Regions from separate parts of the Mus musculus genome. Here region 1 is linked to region 2. The links are chromatin contacts, called in public Hi-C maps. All regions are on one chromosome and are shown on one strand. The core of a region is the stretch at or near the end of the contact, and the rest is flanking DNA. Distances in the headings are between cores, read along the strand shown. Region 1 holds the start of Hmgn5 (high-mobility group nucleosome binding domain 5). Region 2 has its middle 100 kb from the start of Brwd3.

Region 1 (5,581 bases), core at 1,280-3,779, 280 kb before region 2:
ACATTTAGGCAATCTGAAAAGCAGAAATGGACAGGTTGAACTCCAGGGAGGAAAGACTGACCAAAGCAGAAAATAGCTGACAAACCTGAGAGGTGCCAGAGCTCACTCACTCTGACAGCTTATTTAAAGTTGCCTTCAACTTGAGATTTACTTCCCTGAGTTCATCTTCATCATTTGTTTCAATTTACTCAGACTGGGCAGTCTGTTCCCTTAACAAGTCCAAACTTTGCCTCTGCAGTGTTATAGAGTAACTATCTCCACAAATGTTCAGGGCCAGATACCAAAAGCCTTCTTCAAATGCTTTTGAAAAGGAGCCTTCCCACCCCACCCCCACGGCATTATTAACTATAAACTTCACAATTCATATAATATATGCAACTTTGATTTGTAAATACATATGCATCTGTTTTCTCAATCCTACAGAGCTACAAAAATCCTTAAGGGCAGAAACTGTGTACTGCCACTTTGCATGCCACAGGGGGTTGCATTTATATAAGCGAGTTACAAAAACAAAAATCTAACCCACAAAATAATGATAAATAAGAATACTTGGAATGGATGCATTCCATCACTAACACATTTTCATTCTCTTCATTTTTCCCTTATCCTTATGAGACAATTCTTATATTGAAACCAATTTTCTCTCAGAAAATCAAATTACTGAAATATACCTAGGTTCTTTCAACTATGCTTTCACTTAAAGGTAACTAAAAGGCCATCTGGAGCCTGGTCAGATGACACATAACTGCAGGCCAAGGAAGCAAATGTAAATGCGCCTTTCAGTTGTCTTCTTGCATGAGAATGCAGTGTGAAGTCACTTGAGTAGGTTCAGTAGGTCTTAGGGTAAGTGGTTTGTTTAACTCCCCAGGCTAAACGCTAGGGAAGATGGGACAAAACTCGAAAGGATAGGCTCTGTCAGGGTGCGTTTTAGATTGGACAGATGGTTTGGTAATCTGTAAATCAATTTGGTTTGTTGTTTGTTTGTTTGTTTGTTTGTTTGTGGCAGGATGTCTATTTAGCCTAGAATGACTTGAATCTCAGCATCTCACTGCTACCTTGCCACCACCAATCCGGGCTAGTATTCTTTGAAACGGATGGTCTGCTTTTTCTTTAAGCTACAGGAACAGAAAAAGAGTTGGGGGAGGGGACACAATGAAGCAGAGTCTCACTAGGTAACTCTGGCTTGCTTGTTGTATGTAGACCAGGCTAGTCTTGATCTCACAGTGATCTGCCTGATTCTGCCTCCCAAGTGCTGGGATTAAAGCCATACACCACTAGGCTGGGGCCTAAATTTTTAAGTAACTGTTTAAAAGGTTAATTTCCTTTTCTGATTAGACTTTCAGCTTAGGGAATGGAGACTGTTGTTGAAGCACTTTTAAATACAATTAGCTCTTTCAACAACTGAAGCAAAGCACATCTCAAAAAAGGCTGCAGGGACCCGGCTTGCCTAGTTCCAGTAACAATTAGCAGCCCTCAGCACTCTGTTTTAACCGGATTTTTTTCTAAGCATATTATTCTTTTCTTTTCACCAAACGTTTAGGTCTCAGACTCTGACACTAGAGGGCAAATGGAAGATTCTCAGAACAGAAAGCTGCTACTTAAACACCTTCTGAGACTAGAATAGGTTCAGGGGGCACTTCTGTGGGCCAAAAAATTAAAAAAAAAATAATAAATAAGGAGACACCTCAAGTTTCAGTAATAAAGATAACGAATGGTTTGGTTTGGTTTTCTATGTAGCCCTAAATATCATCTTTGAATTACAAATCCATTAAAGTCACTGTTTTTCCTCTGGGTGACCTCTGTTATTACTGACTTCCCGCGTGGCCCCTTTTAATTCTTGCTAGATTCTCTCCAGGCGGAGTACTAGCTCTTTTAGAAGGTAGGCGGCCTGCAGTGGAGTCCTGCTCTTCCAGGTCCCGGATTTATTGCTACTCTCCACCTGAGGGAGGCGCGCAGTTCTGGCACCCTTCTAAAGCCAGGACCACAGTTCAGCATTGGCGGGAAGTTCTCACGACCAGAAACGTTCCCTACTCTTTTTCTGGTCTCTAAACGGGTGAGCCTGTCACTCCAACCTCGCCCTTTTGCTAACTGGGAAAGACTGGAGCTTCTGGCTCAATCCAGTCTCAAAAGGGCCCGCCACCCCGCGCGAAGAAGGAAGGGGGGTGGAGATCGTGGGGGGAAAAAAACCAACTGTTTGAGCTTTCGCTTGTCGTTCTAACTTAAAAAAAAAGGTGAAAAGGCAAGAAAACTGGATTTCCTGCTGGTCACGTTGGAGCACTAGGCGTCTGCTAAGTGCGTGGACTCCGGCACCCTAGAGGCAGTCAAAGCCGGCAGCATACGAGGGCTTCGGGCAAGTTCGCGGGCCACGCCTTCCGAACCGGCCACCTCCCCTCATTGGCCTGACAGCCTGTCACTCCAACCTGGCTCCCACTTCGGGTAACCATTCACGTAGTTTGGTTGCGTCTTGGCGTGTTTAATGTTGCCAATAACGAGAGATTTTTTTTAGGGGGAGGGGGGACGCGAGTACATATCGTGCTGCAATTAGTTCATTGAAAACTCAGTCGCTCGCGGAGCGGTCAGGCAGAGACTCCTCTCGGCTTTTTTCCCTCCTGCCTAAGGATCTCCAACGGAGAGCTGCAACAATGCCCAAAAGAAAGGTAAGTGAAATGGGAAGATAGACGGGATATTAGCTGCCGAAATACATATTTCCTACCGCAGAGATTTGTATCTTTTTGAAAGATCATTTTGGCTTCTAGTTTGATTTTATGATGTCCTGAATGGAAGGCGAGGGAAAGGTAGCGATCCGTCTGTGTTTGGTTTCAGAAGGTCTCGTATGCAACTGGTAGTTCACTTTTGGCTTGTTTTGTTTAAGGGAGAGAATCGTTTGAGAGGTGTCTCCATGCTGAATTACAAACAGCCATAGCGCTGTGCTGTCGCTTCCTACCCCACCCCCCTTCCTCCGCTTACCCTATTGGAGAACTCTTCTCCCAACCACACTTCCAGCGCCAGCTTCCTCCTCTACCTCCCGTTTTTCTCAGAGAACCATCCCGTTTGGGGGAACGAAAGCCCTGGCTTTCTCTTGTTTTTTGCCTTTGTTCTTTCCGTTTTCTTTTTTTCCTTTTTCCCCCCTCTTCCCTCCTCCACTTCTTGTCATGCCAGATGGCTATGCAATGGTAATCCTGTGCCATTAGGCGGCGCAGACTTCAAACTGTCCTAGAGAAGGGAGAGATTCACCGCTGTAATTAGAAACTTTAGATCTGAGAGATTTGGCACTCTCGGAACTCTCTAGTTAAAGGTGGAAAGGTGATTAGAGAGCCGCGTCCGAGAAACTACTAACAGCGTTGGATGGTGGGGTGGCGTGAGATTAGTTCACTTTAGACATGGGGAGTTGATCCGAGCTACCAAGGGCTACAGGTCTTCTGTAACCCTTCACTTCAAAATTCCTGTCTCCGCGCACATATAAGTTGAAGCTCGGTGTTTGTGTGTTCCTCCACCACCCCTCCCCCTCCCCCGAGTATCTTACAACTAAAATGGAATGCTATTTCATTGCTTGGTGAAATCATAAAATGAAATACTGTGTTAATGTAAAAGCCTTATGATTGTTTATATATTCTTGTGAATCCGTCCGCCTTCCGTATTCCTAGAACATAGAAATGAGGCTGAAATTCCTCAGTGCTCTGGGGCTGTATCATTGAAATAATAGCCTGGTAATTCCCAGGGTAAAGGGCTACTCAGATACCGAAAGCAATTGTTTCTAATCACCACCCCCCTTCCCGAGACTCCTGCCGCCAGGCTCTTTTCGTCTTGTGCAATGGATCTTGCTATTTTGCAGAGCTGACAGCAACCTTGTAGCAGGTAGTGGCGGGAAGTTTTAAAATCCGCCTCCTGCTTCTCTGAACAAAACGTTAACGTTAGAACAAAGACCTCCTTCCTTGAAAGTATGGTGGGACTGTTGTTTTGTATGCAGAACTTGAGGAGGAAAATAGTCCATAATCAGTAGAGCTGGTCAGATAGATACAATTGCATAGCAAACATAAGGCAAGAAAGGGAAACTGCAAGAAGCTCCGCCTTCCTTCGTCCCGCCCAACCCTTGTTTTGGCTTTAACATTAGAGCAGGTGGATTTCAAAATGAAAATGGTGTGTTCTTAAGAGGCCTTATTTATTCAAAAAGGTTACACTGACTCTTTGTAAACAGGTCTTAAGCATGACCTTGCATCTTGGTCCACGTTTCATATTACTAAAACAGTAGGTGTTGAAGAGGGGCTAGAAGCAGCACGTGGTTGCTGGACCAGGAGCCCAGGGAAAAAGTCACAAGTGTCTAAAGTTGGCGACATTTTCTGCTCTACATGTTTATATTGATGATCCTCTTTCTTTCTTTCTTTCTTTCTTTCTTTCTTTCTTTCTTTCTTTCTTTCTTTCTTTCTTTCTTTCTTTCTTTTTTTTTTTTTTCTCCCCCTACATAGGCTGCAGGTGATGTGAGCCAGGAGGTGAGTGTCTTTAGTTTGTGAGTTTCTCTGGGGGGAAAAATGTACCCATTTTAGAAACTAAAGACACATAACTAGGTAAAAATGCTGGTAGTTATATTTGTACCACATGAGCACTAATGCTGTGTCTAGTGCTGTGTCAAAGTACACTAAAAAAAAAAAAAAGATAGATGTTTTGCCTTTCGGACCCTACTGTGCTTGTCATAAAATCCAGAGAGCACCTTCTTAGGCTCAAATTCTGTTTTGTCAGTCAATTGGTGAGCAAGAAGGTATATTTTCATTTTAAAATGTGCTCCTTGGAAATAGCCATTTTGCTGATTTATCGCAGTGAAAGAAGCTTGCCATGAGATTTTATTCCCTTTAACATATGAAAGGTTTAGGGGTTGGATCAGATATGTCTATGACATTTCTTAACAAAATTTATAATCATTTCCTTAATAGCAACATTTACATAGTGCTACACCAAATATTTTCTCAGGAAAAATGATTCTAAATTGTATAATCATAATTCTTTTGGCTATTTTTTTTTCACTTCCAGCCAAAGAGAAGATCAGCCCGACTGTCTGCTGTAAGTGATGTTTATAAAATGCTGCCCATGTATCATGGAATCGAGTTTTTAGATTTGGGAAAGCCTGCATAATATTATGTTTAATACAGGGGTTATTTGGAAGGTTTATGGGAGAAACTTTACACATTAAGGAAAGGGTTCTTTTCCTAGTGCTTGGTTTAAATCATACTTATGGATTTCATTGTTAGTGCTCTTTCTTCGAATATGATTTCTACCTCGTTTCTTATATAATGACATTTTCTGATGCAGATGCCTGTGCCCTTTACACCGGAGTTGAAACCTAAAAGAGCATCAACTTCAAGGGTAAATATTCAAATTACAAGGATGCGGAAAATAATTTGTTTAGATATAAATTGTGAAAGTGCACACAGCTGATCCTTTTGTTTTCTTTGTAGCTTGCTTAGACAGAAATCTAAGGTACAATACAAGACATATAGATCTGCTGGGTGGTGAATATTTGTATATGTTTTCTGATTGGTAGCTGTGTCTTAGCATTTTTATTTGGTAGTTTCAATACAATATTGTAAAT
Region 2 (6,144 bases), core at 3,630-6,129:
AAGTTAGTGGGAACAGATGGTTATTTTACAGTTTTAGCCAGAACTTGGCAAAAAGTAATCCTCTGCCTTGCCCTTAGTGATATAGGCAAGATGAAGCTAGCATATTGGAATGTGTAGATTTGGTTGGGTAACAAGTTCCTCTCCTGTTACCTAGGCTCGCTTTGGTGGTCTTTCCTTATCCACATCATGGGATTTCTTGGAGAAATTCTAATCCTTAGTGTCCTTGACCTTGGGAAAGGTAAGGGAGGAGAGAGAAATTAAGAAGATGCCTTAAGGTCTCTCTTAAGATTCATCTCAGAAAAGAGAGGCCAGCAGGGTTGTGAGGGATACTAAAGAGTGAAAAATCTTCAGTGTTTGCATGTTGTTTCTTCCCAAAGAGCAGCCTCAGATCAAAATCACTGGAGATAAGGGAGAAGCTTTTGAGGTGGGATTTTTTTATTTTCACAGTGGAATGGATGAGAATGGGGTATTTACATGCATTAGTGGTAATCTGTAGCATTTTGATGTCAGAATCATTCTATTATATAATAAGCTTCCTCGTGTGTCAAACTTTATTAGGAACACATTATCATTAGCCCCATTTACAGATGAAGAACTTGCATAGGAAAGAAAAAATGTTAAAATTCTCATTGGAAATAAAAAGTAAGATTTCTACTTGAATGTTAACAAAGACTGTGGGCTTGTTTAGTCAGAAGTTTGCTAGGTCTCTTTTGCCTTGGTTCTGGTTGCCATTATCTGTGCAAACTTGAAATTGAAAATTTACTTCTATGGGGCTCTATTCTATTTTTCTATTTGAACTTTCTTGCTTGTTCATTTTGTATCTTCTTTATAAAGTGAACTGCTACTGAAGGCTCCTCTTTCTCAGAAGTTTATTAAGCCCATGTCCGGGTTAAAGTATTATGTGAAGGCATATCTCACATAAGATTTGTTTGTAAGGGAAAGCTTATTAAATGCAGGTAATTGGAAAATAAACAAGGTAATTGGAAATTAATGGCATAGAAATGAGAACTCCAATGACTTCCTTCTCAGTGAAACTTGTGCAAAGTATTTTTGAAATCACTAAGGTGTTGGAAAAATTCCAAAGGGTGAACAGTAAATAGACAAATACTATGTAAGAAAACTATGAAAATTCATTCAGATAACTGAAATCCTGTTATTTAAGCTCCCTCCAAAAACACACACATTTTCTTCCTAGTTGGAGGATAGATCAATAATCCTGGGCCTTGGGCACTGCTCAATGCATAAACTGGAATTCTGTCTTCCTGCTGCTGCCTCAGATGCCAGCCCTGATAACCTTTGCCCCAGCTCATGAAATATTTACACACCATGATGGAGACCTCAGCTACTGCTCTACCCACACTTAATGCTCAGCTCCCACAAAGTGGGGGTGGGGGAGTCTTTTACCCAGAAGTTTGACATTCCAGAGCCTTGACTCAGATTTTGCCTGGGGTTGGGGAGAAAGCAGAGAGAAACTTTCAGTAAAAGACTAATCTCATCCTAGAGGCAGTTAAGTTTTGCCATCAAGTCTAAAAACCATCTTAATGACAATGAAAACTTGGGCCTATGACAGTAGTTAGGCACTGTGGTCAAGGGCTGACCTATATATGGTGTCTCAAAACAAAGAGATGTGGAGAATGGTGAATATATTTGTCGTCAGGGACAGGGAAGGAAGGTCAGGGAAGAGGGCAGTTTTTATTGGATTCATTTTGAGTGTGATTGATTCCTGTAATGAATGGATTTTAAAGTATACCCAGAGGTAGGTGAGACCTCTGCCAAAGGACTCATTTGCTTGAGTGACTTTGGGTATGCCATAGGCTGAACTACATTCAGGAGGAAACTGAGTCTCTTAACAATTATGAGAGAAATGTTTTAAGTCAAGTCATCTAGATAGTTACAAAATACATAACCAAGCAATTAACAGTATCAAATATCTAGGTTCCAGGTTGGGAAGGGGTTGTCACTGCCCAGGGTTGCTAATTATCTAAAAGGCCAGCCACATTCCAACAAAATAAATACAAATTATAAAAATGAAAACAAATATGGCAAAGGGAAATTAACCCATATAAATAATAACATCAAATGTGAATGAACCAAATAATACAATCAATAAACTAATTTTAACAAATTCTTTAACAAACAAGGGTTGTTAAGAGCACTTGTTGCTCTTTCAGAGGAGCCAGATTTGATTCCTAAACCCCACCTGGTGTGATCACAAACATTTGTAATCCTAGTTCTGGGGTCTGATCCCCACTTCTGATTTTCAAGGGCACCAGGCATGCATGGGATATAAGAGATACATGCAAACAAATCACTGGTATACATAAAACCTAGAAAGATTTAAAAATCCAGTCCTATGCTGTGTATATGAGGTAATTTTTAATTCAAAGATACAAAGAGATGGCAAGAGAATTGCAAAGAGCAAACAGAGGAGAGAGAAAGGGGTACAGTAAAATAAGCCAAAATAGGCTTTAAGATGAAAACTATTATTAGAGATCTCTAAGACTGTAAATATCGAAGAAAAATAGAGCTTAAAGCAAGCCAAGGAAAAGGACAGTAATAAGACAGCTAAAGTGAAATGAAATTTAGAAAGCTGCTACGAATACATTTAAGCAAAAAAAGTCTCCAGAAATATTGGCAGTATCAGGTAAATGTGCACTACATCATTGAGGAACATAAGAGAAAAAACAATGAAGTCATTAAATCAAGAATATAAAACAAATCCCATAACCTACTTCACAAGATATCAAAAGGCTTGCTAAAAAATACTATGAACAGACTGAGCTTGAACAATTAAAATGAGATTTCTCACTGTCCACAGACTAGATGTCAAAGATCAAAACGCTGACTAGATTGCTTTCTTCTAAATCTTGTCTTGAGAGGGCATGTGTATCTCTAGTTGGAAAGAAACACAAACTAAGACTTGATGTCCCTTGTAAGGACACCAATACCAATCACCTACCCTTTTGATAGCACCTAAGTTTTGCTTCCTAAAAGCTATCGCTTCTAATACATATGCGAGAATAGAAGCTAGACATTAAATTTAGGGGAGGGAAAAATGTCTAAAACGATCAGCATGCAATTAGATTAGATAACATTCATGAAAGACATGTTGATAGGAAGTAACAAACGGCCAAAACTAAAAATAGAGATGCCGGCCAAAACTATACAAGTAAAATTATTAAATTTGCACTTTATTGTTTCTCAAAAACAAAATCTCAGTTTAATATCTTGTCACTGGTAAGTTTTAACAAATATTTAAAGGAAAATAAATACTAATCTTTGGTAGATTGTTGCAGAATTTTTTTTTAACCCAACAAATTCTGTGACAACTGTATGTATTACAGTGACAACTAAGTCTGATAAAATGTCATAAGAAAACTACAAAATAATATTCTTCTTAAATACAGATACATAAAATCTGAAAGTACTGACAAACCCAAACCAAATCTAATAGTGTAAAAAGCTAGACACAAGTAAGACTTGTCCTCAGAGTGATGGGTGCTAAGTGGTTGTCTTTGAGAACAATAGAGACTTAATCATCTCCGGTGTCTGAAACCCTGGCTAAAGTGCCAGATGTCCATGGTCATCAAAACTGCCACTGAGTGAATAACTCTGAATCCTTTGTCTTGTGAACTTGAGAAATGAATTTTTGACAGCAGTTTTAAAAGGAGTTTTACCATAGAGTAAAGCCTTTTAAAAGAAGGATTAATTGCACAGAGAAAGCAAGCAAGCTACTGTGTGAGAGGTTTCCCAAGAGAGGATTGTCTCTGAGGGGCTTTGTCTTGGGGATCAGAAGGCTTTTTACTAAGAAAGTAAATTGGTATTTCAAATGACTTAGCTGAAATAAGGAGAGGTGAGCTGGCTAGTCTAGCTGGTCCAACCACAGATCTCCACAAAGTATCCACTAACTTCTCCATGCCAGTGAATGGAGTAGTGTTCTGATGCACAACTCTGAGGACCAATGAAGTATTTGTTCACATGTAGCTTTCAGGCAACTGTGCTCATTAGGTTGCTACACTAAGGAAGAAAAGAACAGTACATCTAGCAGATGCACTTCTGGCTGATGGCCAGGACAGAACTGCACAGAGGACCAATGACATTTCTGGCCAGATTAGAACTGCTTGTCAAAGACAAGAAGCAGACCTGCTGGTTACAGAGATCTATCTGCCTGACAAGTTTCCTTTTATTTTCTTCAAAAGCTTGTGGCATACGTCTCAAAATCAATAATATTAATAAAATGAAAACGACGTGTTCATGCCATGCTCATGCCATTATATTCAAGAAAAGCATTTGACTAAATGCAATGCCATGTACAATAAAAGCTGCAGTGAACAACTGTTAAAAGCTGAGACCTGACACTTGAAAAACCCATATAGTTATGTATATAACATTATACTATTTATGAACAGTTGGATGTTTTACTTTTACAAGTATGGAATACCTGATTAGGATTTCAACTTTCCTGTCTCTATTAAGCATTGTTCCAGAGATTTTAATATGGAAAATTAATTTAACAAAAAAGGAAAATATATCCAAAGGAAAAAAAAATCTCTCTATGCAACTGTTGTGTTCTTTGTTGTGTAGCTCTTTCCTCTTAATCGAAACCTTCCTGGAGGGAGGAAGGAGGTTTATTAGAATCAGGAAGTACATGAAATAAAGCTCAGGATGCTTCTGACTCTTGATTAACAACACAGGTTCAGAAGGTTATGACAGCAATACCAACTGGTCAGGATACAAGTCTCTCCAATGAGCTGAGCTACCTTCAAGTTGTGCAAGGAGCTCTGGGGCTGCAGCTTTCATTAGCCATCATTTATGCTGGGATGGGCTTTTCAGGATGCATCTGTGTTTGAGTCACTCAAGCTTCCGGTAAGTAACCTCAATAAAACACTGAGGACTGAGCTAGGCTTGGATGAAATTCCGTCTTTAGTCTGTTGGTGCACTATCTAGGATGAATCCACATTTGTTCACATCTCTCTGAGAAAAGTCACACAGAAAGTTTAGCATATAAACAGCAACCAAGAGAACCAAAGGGAGGAGTGGCTGCATATTTTTATCATTCATCATAGGAAACATCAGCTGTCACTACAGCAGGGAGGCATACCATTTCCTACCACCTGGGAAAAGATAGCAGTATCAAAATTGTCCTTAGAGACACTCTAACATCTCACAGGTCAGCATTAGTTTCCTGTCTCATCACTCATAATGCAATCTATACAACTACTCCTCCTTGCACAAATTGCAGGCATCTCAGCTTTTTGGATAGTCTTTCCTCTTCACCAATTGTTATTGCTGATGTAATCTGGAGGGGTTTTGTTAATGCTTCCTATGATGAAAGATAAATGGGGGGAGGGTATAGGATTTCGGGATAGCATTTGAAATGAAAATAAAGAAAATATCTAATAAAAATGCAAAAAAACCCTAGAAAACAAACAAATAAACAAGCAAATCATGTAAAAAAATATGTATCCAATGCCAAGTCATCTAAAAGTACAGTGTCTTTCAAGAGAATCTCAGTGTAGTAATAGTCTTCGTAGTATGGAAATATGACTGGGGGCTGTCATGCAAATATGGGTATATCTCCATATGGCTGATGAACTAAAGAACATGTAATTCCTGATGCGTGTGTCATGAATACCCTGGGTTACATACTATTCTATTTCAGTACAAGCCTCAGGACTGGTGTTGGGCTTTAGTTGCATTGCTGAACCTCAAGGTTCGGTACCATCTTTATGATTTAGGAGATTTTGTGGATCTAGATGACTTAGATCATGTAAAATGGTTCATAAAGTGGAATACTGATCAATAATAATGAACTTCAGGCTCACTCAAAGGCAATGTAGTAAGAGTCATTCCAATCTTTTGTTCGTAGGGGAAAATTAATAGAAAACTAAATGCTGCACTAATAGAATTCTGGAAAACTTTGAAGCCAGATCAACAGTTCACAGAAGACATAAATCATGAGACAGTACAGATAAAAATGTTTTAGAAGTCTGAATATGTTTGGGTATTATCCCCCCAGAGTATTCCATGTACATGTTTTTCTCTTGAAAGAACATATACAGAGAATAGAGATTGTCTACCCTATTGAGAATAGACAGTCTATCTGCATGGGGTGTTTTTATTGCCCAGGTGTGGCAGATGTGT

The links. Hi-C and Micro-C count contacts between places; a contact is called where the count stands out from the background.
Region 1: a contact with region 2 is called in a Hi-C map of the N1E-115 cell line, with 3 times the contacts expected there. The contact joins the promoter of Hmgn5 here to the enhancer-like site in region 2. A contact is called at or near these places in 9 of 39 promoter capture datasets (the 3T3-L1 cell line, 3T3-L1-derived adipocytes, the C10 cell line and 5 more), 1 of 484 Hi-C or Micro-C datasets (the N1E-115 cell line) and 1 of 115 datasets of contacts at active chromatin or transcription factors (the SCID.adh cell line).

Annotation. Positions count from the first base shown.
Region 1 is chrX:109,010,328-109,015,908 of GRCm38.p6, reverse strand. It overlaps Hmgn5 (high-mobility group nucleosome binding domain 5), which reads left to right and starts at 2,529. Exons shown (of 6, transcript NM_016710.2): 1 at 2,529-2,657; 2 at 4,464-4,487; 3 at 5,023-5,052; 4 at 5,302-5,355. The coding sequence starts at 2,643.
Region 2 is chrX:108,727,181-108,733,324 of GRCm38.p6, reverse strand. No RefSeq gene overlaps it. Among named protein-coding and RNA genes, the nearest start is that of Brwd3, 100 kb to the left of the region's middle. Within about 2 kb of position 4,879, at least 6 of the 459 cell types and tissues checked have an H3K27ac peak or open chromatin away from gene starts, as enhancers often do. A contact at or near this core is called in the N1E-115 cell line, where this site is marked.